Regions from separate parts of the Ovis aries genome. Here region 1 is linked to region 2. The links are chromatin contacts, called in public Hi-C maps. All regions are on one chromosome and are shown on one strand. The core of a region is the stretch at or near the end of the contact, and the rest is flanking DNA. Distances in the headings are between cores, read along the strand shown. Region 1 holds the start of EGR2 (early growth response 2). Region 2 overlaps LOC132658629 (a long non-coding RNA gene).

Region 1 (6,011 bases), core at 1,877-4,376, 220 kb before region 2:
CAATTAGATATATAAGCTGAAAGATTTTAAACTTAAAGGCATAAAAAAGTGTGACTTGGGATGGATATTTTGCTTCGAGCCTTAATGATTAGATTGACAGACTATCACCTATTAACCCGGACCCTAGGTTGATATGCAGCTTGTCATAATGGTGATAAATAATGCACTGATTTACCTTTTATTCTTTGCCAGCAATGGTAAAGTGATCTGTAGATTTGACATGATGTGTTTCCACTAGAAAGACTGCACTTCTCCACTCTATTCATTTTAAATGGGACAAAATTCACATTGTCTGTCATTTCAGTATGGAGAAATTGACAACTAAGGAACATTATTTCATTAAGACTGTCACTGAAACAGAATGCTGATACCAATAAGTATTTCTGTATATGTTCTCTCTTCTTGATGAAATTTTGTTGGCATGCTGCAGAAGCTGAGTGGTAAAAAAAAAAAAAACAAACAAACAACTCAAATGTAAAAATTATAATGCCACTGTCATTATCCGGAAAAGATAATGGCAGAGAAAAGAAGAGTCATAGAAGTTAAAGTCTTTTGAAGGGTGAGAGAAGGGCAGGGACTTTCAAGGAGCCTGGCTGGATTGGCAGCCCTTCGCTCCGGTGTACTAGGCAACGAAGGCAGCCTGGAGGTTTCCACCCACGTTGAACTTTCTTTATTCCACAAATGCACTTTGCTTCCCTGCATCTCTGGGTCTTTTTCATACTGACTCTTTCTCCCTGAAATACTCTATCCACGGACCTTCCCCTAAGCCTCACACATTCTTCAGATCTCTGCTTAGAGAAGCCGACCTAGATTCAATCGGATCCTTTGTCCTTTTTTCTTCATTGGGGTCAAACATTGTCATTGTTTACAATTGTATATTTGTGTGATTGACTGCAAGCTCCAAGGGCCTGGGAACTAGGCTTAGTTTTAGGGATCTGTAGCCTTTGGCATAGCGCCTGACACATAGTAGATGCTAGAGAAATATCTGTTGACTTACGACAGCGTGCGTGCTAAGTTGCTTCAGTCTAAAGTTCACCTTAAAGGAACCTCTGCTTAGGCCAGTACTGCTGCTACTACAAAATAAGATCATAGGGGTCTTACTTCCCCATCCAGATTGTTTGTACCAATGACACATGAATTTGGCTACATGTTGGATGGTGTGAAGCAAAGATTCTCTCAGGCTTCACAACAACTTTGGCATAATCTCAGTTTGGTTTACAGTTCCTGAGATTACCAGATTCATAGTGAGGTGCTGAATGCGGGAAGGCACTTAGCAGTTTTCTCAGCACAGAGGGGCACCTTTAAGAAAGGCTTGGCTGGATGGCAGAGTTGGCAATTAGTCTGTTCATCACTGAGGTTCACAGGGCTCTGCTTTTTGAGTTCAGGATTCACACCCTTGTGTGTGTCCATAGTTAAAGGCAATTATGTTTCACTCCAATATCAGTGTTAGAATGGAAGTGAGTGAAAATGACATGACAATAGGGATAGTTTATAAAAATGTTTAAAAATATTTCCTAATAAATCAAAATACAAATGTTAACAAGTTATTTGTGACATGCCTCAAGGCTGATTTAGTGATTCTCAAGTCCACACTGTGGAAAAAAGCTGAAAACCACTCAGTGGGTAGACCTCGAGGGCCAGCCAGGACCCCCAGGCTGCCTCCCTTCCTCCTCACCCCCATCACGGGGCAGGCCTAAGAGACGCCTCTGCTTCCTTCCTCTTGTACTCTCTGGGTCTGGAATCAGGACAAAGCAAATCAGAATCTGGCATCAATTTGCTACTCTTTATAATAACACTGATCCATCTTGGAGCATTCCATTTACTTGAGCATTCTAACAAGTTTTAAAGAAAAGAATTTATTTGTTCAGCTTTTGATCAGAATAAACTCAACTGCCTAAAAGTAGAGACCACGGTACATCTCTGTATTCAACTGCCATCTTCCGCCTTCTTCCCCTCCCAGGCACAGGATCTTACTCTGTAAACACCTTTACGATTTTGTCTCTGCCTTTTTTTCCCCCCCTCTCTCACACTTCTTCTTCACTCCAGGAAGGATACTGTGGGATTGGCTTCTCTTATTACAAGGGCTATTAGTATGATAGCTTTGTGAGAACCTGGTCACTTCATTCATAGCACGGCCTAGGAAAGCACAAGAACTCAAATTCTTCCTTCAATCTGGGGAGAGGGGTATGTCCATGACAGTACCTTGTCCCATGTTCTTGAAATCCCTGACTTCAGCTTTCCTCTTTTCCTCAGAAATGCCAAAGGAAAAAGATGAAGCTGTCGAAAGTGACCTGTTTCTTTCCTAATGGGCTGAACCAGGCTCCCAGTCCTCGAAGAGCCGTTCTCTTTCTGGAATTGTGTTTTCCGTATGAATAATGTAGCATCCAGAGCACTGTACGTACAGTCGGAAGACCCGGTTGCAAGTTTGGACACCACCACTTATCAGCTGTGCTACTTAGGCAAGTTACTTCAGCTTTCCGAATTTATTACCCATCCTCAGGATGGCTGCCTTGAGATGAGTATGCCTGGATTTTATTCCATTATCACTCTTAAAAGGGGCCGAGGGAGGCAGAGGGAGAGAGAGGAAGAGAAGGACAGAGGGAGAGAGGGAGGGAGGGAGAGAGAGAATCTACTGACCCGTTTCCAGCGGAGGTTCAGGGAAGGCCTCCCAGGACTGGCCCCAGGCACCTTTCCCCGGAGCCTGCAAAGCCTCCTTGCCGCTGCTGTTTGCCCCTGCCCCCAACCCACCCCTGGCGCAAGGCTGGCTTGACGTGGCGCAGCTCATAAGGAGGTATGAGTTGTTGGAAAACTGCGAATAATTCCAGTGTCGGTCACTCCCATTTACTCTAACGAGCTTCTCTGACGGGCCGGGCAAGCCCGCCTCTCCTCGTTGGGGTCCCATCCCCCATCTGACCCCCACTCAGCCTCCTCCTTCGGGAAGGGTAGCCGCTGAAGACTGCGCGGCTCACCCCTTCCCGGGCAGCCCCCGGCCTGCGTCCTGCCCTCTGCGCCCAACTCGCCCGGCACTCGCACTCGGACGTTCAGGAGCTCCCCCTCGGGGCGGCGCGCGGTGGCCGCCCGCGGGGTTGGCAGCGGCGCCCACCGCGGGGCGGCCCCGGTGACTCGCCCGCCTGCCCGCCCACGTGCGTGGAGAGGAACGAAGCGCAACCAGTCGCGGCGCCCGCGCTTGCCGCCGGTGGGTGCCTCACCTCGGAGGCCGGCGGGGGCCGTAACCCGAGCCCCGCTGCCACGACCCATATTTGCATAATTCGGTCCCCCCCCCAACTCTTTCGGACTCAGGGCTGGAGATGCGAGTCGGGCTCCCCTCCGAGGCGTCGTCTTGCCGGTGGTCAGCGCGGGGGCCGCAGGACTGGCCGGAGCGCAGGCGGAGCGGGCTGGCGCACGTGGTAAGAGTGCAGCTTTCTTTTATTCTTTTTAAAGAAACGGGAACTTTTCACGTTTTTGCCGAGGGTGGGGGTACTTCCAACGGTGCTAATCTTGCCGCGACTTCTTGCCTTTCCCCTTTTATTTTTACTCTCCAATTGGAAAAGTGCGCGCAGCGCCAGCAAGAAACTTTCCCAAAATTTCTCTGGTGTTTTAAGTCAGGAAGATGGCCGGCCAATTACGAGGCGGGCAGAGGGAGAAGCGGAGCGCGAGAAGAGGAGCTGAGGCCCCTCACCGCCGCCCCGGGGCCCTGACCGCCGCGCGCGCGCGGGGCCGGGCGGGAGCGGGTTCGCCGCGGCAGGTGAGCGGCGGGAGAGCCGCCTGCAGCGCCGCGCTGCCTCCACGGCGTGGCGCCGTGGCTCTCGGTAGCCCGCGCCCCCACGAGGCTGGGGCTGTCCTGGCTGGCCGCGGGCTAGGGCAGGGCCGGACCCTAGAGGCAGTCCCGCGCACTGTCCCAGGCCTCGGCTGCTTTGGGGGCGGGAAAGGGGTGGCAGGCGGCTGCTCTCCAGGTTTGAGCAATTGAGACCAGCCCCCTACGAGGCCCCGGCCAGGCTCGGAGCGCTCCCAAGGCGGGCCAAGGCGCGCCGGGAGATAGGAGAGGTCAGAACAACCGACCAGAGTCTGGACCTCTGAAAAGTTTAAAAATTGTTTTGAGAACTAAGTATAAAGGTTCTTGTCGGGGCCAGTTTTTTTGTTTTGTTTTTTAACTCTCAAAGGTAAAAGTGTGTACGGTGATGGCGACTCGAAACTGGCGTTAGCGTCACCGTTTGCTATCACTCTGGACCTTGCTGGGCTCTCCGAGGTGGCTCTTGGCCAGGGAAAGGAAGAATATTCCTCTTAATGTGTGTGTTTTGGAGTAAGGCTCGGGTGCGGGCAGAGCGCCCCTCCGGAGGGTTTTGGGGGTGGGGGACTGCGGTGGCGGTCGGTCCAGGCAGTGTGAAGGTGAGGATGGGTGTTTTCGCAGAGCACCCTGTCGAGCAAACCCAGGCGCCGGCTCTTGCCGCCCAGTCACTCTGTTGGAGAGGCGGATGCACGGGCGCGCTGTCAACAGGGAGGTGTGTAGCGTAAGGTGTGCGAGTGGGTGTGTGAAGAAGGCGGCGGGGGCTGGAGTGTGTGTAGCGGAAGTGGAGCGCTTGTGAGTGTAAGAGTGTGTGTGCGTGTGGCGGGGCAGGGTGAGTGTCCAAACCTCCATCTGGACGCCCCCACACAGCCGACCGCCCAGACGCGCCGGGAAGGGCGCCCGCTAAGCGCAGCAGCTGAAGGGGGGCGGGGAGCGCGCGGGCAGAGGAAGGGGGGTGTCTCCGGCTGAGGATTTCTCTCGAAGCTCCCCGCAGTTATCTGCTCCTCTGAGGGTCTACTCCCCCCCACCAAGGTGCCCAAAATACTTAAACAAACAAACAACCCCAAACCTGTTCCGTTTTCGCTCCTGTATAAATAGAACAGACTTTCCAAAAAAGCAATACCGCATTCACTCTTATCACCAGCCACTTCTTTCCACCAAGTAATTCAGAAAAAAGCAGTCAGCTTCCGTGAATGCATGCAGCTTTTTTTTTTTTTTTCTTTTCTGCCTCCTTTTGCTTGCGGTTTTGAGCTGCCAAGAAAGTGAGTAGGGGTTTGACTGTAGTGTCTCGGCTCCGTTCGGTTTCTTTCCGAAGTTTAATTTTCCGGAATGGCTCCCAAACAAGGGCTGGGGAGGCGGAGCTGCCGGCACCGGATCTTCGCCTTTTTTGGAAAGTCCCGGAGAACCGGAATTCCTCCCCGCCCCGGAGGCCTCGCCGCAGCCGGGACCCGATCGCTCTCCCACAGTGGCCTAAGCCGGACCGGTGGCGCGGCCCATCCCTGCCGGGCTCTGAGCCCTGGACCCGGGCTGCGGCTTGGGCCGCCTGCCCCAGACCCCTGCGGGCTGCAAGCTGGGAGTCGCGAGCCCGGAGGAGCCCGCGCAGCCGAGCCCCTATGCAAATAGGCCATGTGACGGCAAAAGCCGCCAGGCCCAGCCCTGTTCCTCAGTCCATATATGGGCAGTGACGTCACGGGCAGTGAGGACCTGCCCATAAATACTTAGAGCAACACTTTCCGTCTAACCGAGAGAGCAGCAATTGATTAATAGCTCGGCGAGGGGACACACTGACTGTTATAATAACACTACACCAGCGACTCCTGGCTTCCCAGCCGGAACCCAGGCGAGAGTCAGTGGCAAATAGCCATCTTTCTTCTTAAAAAACCAGCAACTTGTTTGCTAGTTTTGGATCTGTTAGTTATTTTATTTTATTTTTTTTTTGAGGGGGGTATTTGCTTTTAAGTGTGGAGGGCACAAGGAGATACCAACCTAGGCTCAGTCCAATCCCTCTCCAAAACGGCTTCTCTGACACTCAGGGTAGCGAGGGAGTTGGGTCTCCAGGTTGTGCGAGGAGCAAATGATGACCGCCAAGGCCGTAGACAAAATCCCAGTAACTCTCAGTGGTTTTGTGCACCAGCTGTCTGACAACATCTACCCGGTGGAGGACCTCGCCCCCACGTCGGTGACCATTTTCCCCAATGCCGAACTAGGAGGCCCCTTTGACCAGATG
Region 2 (6,225 bases), core at 2,044-4,543:
ACTGCCCAACTGGCAACTCTCAGCTTAGCAATGCCTCGGACCTAAGAGGAAGGGATAGTAGGGTCCTTCTTGGCATGTACATTGTCCTTGGGATCCCTAGTCCCAACTCAGAAAAAGCACGTTAGTCACTACACTTCAAAAGTATCACCAGGTTCCTGGGACACCTCTATCTCCTTTTCCAGTTGAGAATCCTCAGCCACAAGGCTAGACTCAGTCTTGCTTCCTTTAAGGCCAGGCACTATTCCTGCAGGCTTCCCAGGTGGTGCTAGTGGTAAAGAACTGCCTACCAATGCAGGTAGAAGTAAGACATGTGGGTTCGATCCCTGGATTGGGAAGATCCCCTGGAGGAGGGCATTGGCAACCCACTGCAGTATTCTTGCCTGGAGAATCCCGTGGACAGAGGGGCCTGGCAAAGCTTTGCAGAGTCAGACTCTACTGAAGTGAGGTAGCACACACACACTATTCCTGTATGTCGTGCTCGTGCTATCGAGCTTTCCATAATTATGAGCGACTTTGCAAGGAACCTCATTGAAATAAATCTTTGGGTTCATCCTTTGCATCTTAATTATTATTTCCTCAGTCTAAATTCCAAAAAGTAGAAATGCTAGGTGTAAGGCTCTGCTCATTCTTAAGGTTTCCTGTGAGTGTTGTCTAACTGTCAGAAAGGCATGTTGCTCTATGCTTCCATCAGTCACAAACAGAAAAGCCTACCATCTTTCCAGTGGTGTGTGCTCTCTCCTTCTGAAGGTTTCAGTTGTGAGCCAGTCATTCCAAGGGCCTAGCCTGTCCTCCTTTCCAGAACAATAGCAGAACAACTCCCAACTGAAAACAAAGATAGAGGCCATCTGATGTGAATATGTCTTGGTTCCCCTACTTAATTTTAAGTTTCACTCTGCAAAGAACAGGAAACACAGATTCTGTGTGCATAAAGGAAGCATTCATTAAATGCTTGATAAGGGAACTCTGAGATGGTTCTGTGGACCTAGCTATGATCCTGGGGGTTATTCTTGACATCTCTCTATTGTTCTCCGTCAGATTACCAAATCCTGGCAAGGTGTTTGACTGCAAATGTGTCTGACCTTCTAAACACCTTTGCAGTCAGCCTCCTCTAAATCATCTTTTCATCTGCCTCTGACCCTGTCTTTGTCGTGTCCTCATCATTTCCCTCGATTGACTGCTTTGCCACCCATTTCTTTTCTTCTGTCCCTCAACCCATTCTCCATGCCACCCCAGACTGATTTTTCTAAATACCTATGTTGTTGTCATTGTTCAGTTGCTAAGTCAGGTACGAGTCTTTGTGACTCCAGGGACTGTAGCCTGCCAGGCTCCTCTGTCCATGGGATTTCCCAGGGAAGAATACGATAGTGGGTTGCCATTCCCTTCTCCAGGGGACCTTCCCAACCCAGGGGTCAAAACTGTATCTTCTGTGTCTCCTGCTTGGCAGGCAGATTCTTTACCACTGAGCCACCTGGGAAGCCCAGAAATACTTATGACCACATCACAGTCCAGTTTCATCTTTGTTTTTAAGCTTGTTCTTATAACCCAGCAGCTCCCTGAAGTGTTCATGTTCCTTTATGTCCTCGTGAGCCATGAGGATTCCATAAGCAGGATTTGTTGCAGGGAGACTCCTTGTTCACTATTTCCCACTACCCCTTCTCCAGGGAACCATCTTCGAAACCATCTGGTTGAACTCCATTTTATAGATGAGGGAACTGGAGGACTCGCATCTTAAACACCTTCCCTTCCCACTTCAAATAGCAAATTTAGGTTTTGCCTGTTAAAATTCAGCTCATCATCTCTTCTAGCAAGGGTTGGGACACTCCTTCTATAAAGCCCAGGGGCCCCTTCTCTGTGTCCTCATAGCACCCCATGTTTATAATCTCTCTGTATTACGACTATTTTTATTTGCTTTTTCATCTTCCTCAGGTAGACTAAATTTCTGAGGGCAAAGACTGAGCCTTATTCAACTTCCTATTTCTACAGACTCTGCTAGTGTACGTTTGGTCATTGCTCCGTGGATGTTTATTGAATGAATAAGTTAATGCTTCGTTATAAATTAGAGAAAAGATCAGTGCTGGTAGAGAAAACACACTGATAGTGACTCTCTTCAAGATGTAGTGACTGGAATCTCAGTGGCCCCCTTTCAAACACACGTGGCCCAGGTGACGTTCCTTCAGTGAAATGCTCTGAAGCGATATGTCCAAGTGGTATGTTTCACTTGGATAGCAAATAGCTCTTTCCTTCAGAGATTTTGTGGGAGAACCAAATCAGGGAGTAGAAAATGTACCTCATCTGTGCATTAGTTAACAGGGTTAGAAAACATTTTTGCTCCAATAGTTGTATACTTTTAAAGTTACCATTTATTGGTACATATATGTCCCCTCCCTCTTGAAACTCCCTTCTACGTTCCACCTATGGCTGATTCATGTGTATATATGGCAGAAACCAACACAATATTGTAAAGCAATTATCTTCCAATTAAAAATAAAGTTTTTAAAAAACATAAGAGCTAAAGCAAGCAGAGGTATAATTCACCTGTTTTTGTCACTGATATATGAAGAATTTTTTCCTTTTGAAAAAAAAAGTTACCATTTATCAAACGGTTACTAAGTACCAGCTCTATTAACCTGTCACGTGCATTTTTTTGTCTATTCCTTATGAAACGATCCTAAGAGTTTAGTGCACGTTAGCGGAGAAGGCAATGGCAACCCACTCCAGTACTCTTGCCTGGAAAATCCCATGGACGGGGGAGCCTCGTGGGCTGCCGTCTATGGGGTCGCACAGAGTCAGACACGACTGAAGTGACTTAGCAGCAGATTTACAAATGCAAAACTTGAGGTGAAAGTGTTAGAAAACAGGCCAAAGCCATGCGGCTAGCAATTGCTTCAAGATTGATCTTTCAGCCTCTAGTGCTCACCCTCTTAATTAAAACATGACACCCTTTCTAAGCACAATCAGTCCTCTTAATTACTCAGTAAAATAGGCTGGGCTTGTTCCCATGTTCCTACTTCACAAAGGAGGACACTGAGCCTGAGTGGTATCAGAACTTGGGATAGGACTCCAGATCTCCTGATCTGTGTCTCCTGACTCTTAGCAATCTACTAGATTTACTAGAACTGCTGTCAGTTTAGTGGACACGTTTTTTTTTTTTTTTTAAGAAAAAGATAAGAAAACCTCAGATGGAGTTTGTTTGGTGACATAGGAAGTTTAGGAATGGCCCCAGCTGCTTTGGTCCTATAAACCCTCAGGCTGGCTGGCCAAGCCTCTGCCTCAGGCATTCTAAGGAAACAGCTCCTCCTTTAGGCCAACAGGAGGAACAGCAGGGACTCACAGACCCAAGCTCCAACTACAGCAGGTATGGTAAAACTCTCCCAGGTACCTTGTGGATATCTTCAAACAGCTTGACTTAGGATGTTGTTGTGTGTCCATTAAAAGATCATATATTACTTAGGACTGTGCAATCGAAAACTGACTTTGCTGGCTAGGATTAAGTCACACGTTAATATCAGCTCAGTGACATTGTAATGCCCAATGCCCACATGTAAGGGAATAAGATTGTGTCTCTTTTTCTCTTTCTCCAAGGTAATGGAGAATAAGAAGGAGAAGCAGAAGATGATTGTAGAGGGAGGGAGTCAGTGTCAGACTAAAGGGAAGGAGCAGACTGGGGCAGGTTGGCCCACGGCTGACCGGAGAAAGAAGAGAAGTGGTTGGGTGTGGGCTCTCTGTAGGGCAGACCCTCTCTCTGCTGCATATAAAGAACAGGACTGGAAGGGGAGGGGTGAGAGGGTGGAGGAGCAATATGGCATGACCTGAGCAAATATGAGACCCAAGGGGAAAAGCACAAGTTGAGATATCTCATTCACACTTTAATTAATATCACTGGCTGAATGTGCATGAAATCTCTTATGAGTTACCAAATCTAGTTCCTAGTTCAGCTCCTAAATTTTCATCCACTTATCTGAGACCAAGCAGTCTCCCAATAATTCATATTCTCTTTGTGGTAGGGATAACTTTAGTATGTATGTGTTGGGGACCACTTTCCTTCCTATGTGGAGAGCTGGGAGGTTATACAGTTATAGCCAAAAAGCAGAGTTTTACTGTCAGAGGTCCCTCAAGTGATACAGCTTGAAGCCCTTGATTGCACCATATAATGAGTCATACTTTCAAATATTGAATATGCAGTCAGTACTAGCTTCTATCTTGAGGCTACCTGGATGGCCTAAGGGTGTCCACATGCCCTTCCCGTAAGTCTGAATCTCAGTGGAATGTGCCCTTTTCCCCACAGCATAGGGATTCCTGAAGTTGAGGGTAAACTTTGGGGCTCTGCTGTGTAGCACTGAGAAAATCCTGCTCCTCCAAAGTCTCACTCTTTCCGTTTCTGAAATGAGAAGTTCGCAAGATTAGGGCTTCTTAGGAATGCCCTGCAGAATCTAGAGGATCTTGGGATGAGGTCCCCTCAGTCTGTCTCATGGACCAGCAAGGCTTCTCTTACATAAGTATATCATGTTGGGTGTCCACTGAATATTTTGTTTGAACAAAGAGCCCACAGCTAAAAACATGTTTAAAAAGTACTGGGCCAGATGATACTGGCTATATCATCTACAATATTTGTTGACCATTTGCTATGTGCCAGGTATTGTTGTCAAGAAAACAGTGGTGCAGAAAAGGAAAAACATTTTCCTGGGAATTCCCTGGAGGTCCAGTGGTTAGGACCTGGTGCTCTCACTGCTGGGCCCTGAGTTCCATCCTTGATTGAGGAACTAAGATCCCACAAGCCATGTGGGATGGCCAAAAATTAACAAGTAACAAACAAAACAGATTTCTTTGTTGTATAAGCTATAATTTAATATCAGGGGCATTCGACCTTCCACCATAGACTTGGCCATGGACACAGAGACCGTATCTTCATCTTTAGATGGGCAACTGCGATGTATACTTTCATACACGTTTAACTTCCTGTTTTCTGGTAGTCTCATTTCCTGGTAATAACTTGAAGCCTAATTGTTAAATATATGGTGTCCAAAGACTCCCAAAGTGTTAAAGGAATGTAATTTTCCTAATCAGGAATTAGGGAAATTGAGCTGACAAAAGAAGCTTTGTAAAAATGGCTTGTTTACTTATAGGAAAATTCTTCTGAAATATATAAAAATAGTATCATGTTTTGTGACTCTTACTTGACAGATTTTTTTTTAATTTAAAAGAATAATATTTCACAGGAAGAAATTAAAAATTTATTGTAATCATTCAGTTAACATATTATTTGTATGGTCTTTTTCATCTTTCATCCACTTGTTTGTATTTAAAACAGAGAAACTAAGATTGAGGGCCTGTTCTGTGACAGGTATTTTTCCGGGCACATTCATTTTCATCTCTTGCTTCACCTAATCACTTACTCTTTGGAGCAATCCTGCAAGAGCTATTTATCAACTTTTAAAGATAGCAAAATCAAAGCTTAATATCTTTCCAAAGTTCATAGAGCCAGTAAGAAGTTCACATTTGAAATCCACAGCTGTCTAATCCTAAAGTCCATTTGTATTTTCCCTACCACTTGGTGCAACCTCTCCACTTGCCCAATATTATTTGTTCATAGTTCTTTGCAATCACCTTTGGGCACATCTCTGAGTAATCATTAGGAAAACCAACGTGATATTTTATCACTTCAAAGGTCACCAGGGAGTTATCTAACTCTCTGTTCATAACTGAAACAATGAGTGTGTACATTACCTGATTTAGCATTCAGGAATATTGGAATGCCAGTATTTTAGGTGCTAAAATCTTCTGTTCTGTTGATAATGTTATCTTATGCGAATTGGCTACCATGTTGCCTTACATTAAGGACACAAAGTCTTTTAACAGTAGGATTTTTACAATAAAGCAGTTTAAGATTTGCAAGAAAAAAATTTTTTTTTCTTTTAGATTATTCCATTCAAGGATTTTTGCATCCAAATAAAACAAGGATAATTGATGAAGATTAGTAAGTTTTATGGCCTCAAGGTCTTCATAATTAAAACTATTAATATAAAATATCTTTGAAAAGAGCTGTAAAATTCCAGATCATGGTGGTTATTATCAGTAACAATTTTCTTAAGTATACATATATCCCCTCTTTCTTGAGGAGATTGTTATTGAGAGTAATCACCATGAAATCTGGAATTTTCCAGCGCTTTTCAAGGATTTTTACAGAAACCAATACAACATTGTAAAGTAATTATCCTCCAATTAAAT

The links. Hi-C and Micro-C count contacts between places; a contact is called where the count stands out from the background.
Region 1: a Hi-C map of liver shows a contact between it and region 2, with 6 times the contacts expected there. The contact joins the promoter of EGR2 here to the enhancer-like site in region 2. A contact is called at or near these places in 11 of 16 Hi-C or Micro-C datasets (blood, liver, mixed tissues and 5 more).

The regions. Positions count from the first base shown.
Region 1 is chr25:18,193,300-18,199,310 of ARS-UI_Ramb_v3.0, reverse strand. EGR2 (early growth response 2) reads left to right here and starts at 3,126. Exons shown (of 3, transcript XM_027962248.3): 1 at 3,126-3,407; 2 at 5,919-6,011. The coding sequence starts at 3,309.
Region 2 is chr25:17,976,904-17,983,128 of ARS-UI_Ramb_v3.0, reverse strand. All of the region lies in intron 1 of LOC132658629 (a long non-coding RNA gene), which reads left to right. Among named protein-coding and RNA genes, the nearest start is that of ADO, 200 kb to the left of the region's middle. Within about 2 kb of position 3,293, at least 5 of the 54 cell types and tissues checked have an H3K27ac peak or open chromatin away from gene starts, as enhancers often do. A contact at or near this core is called in liver, where this site is marked.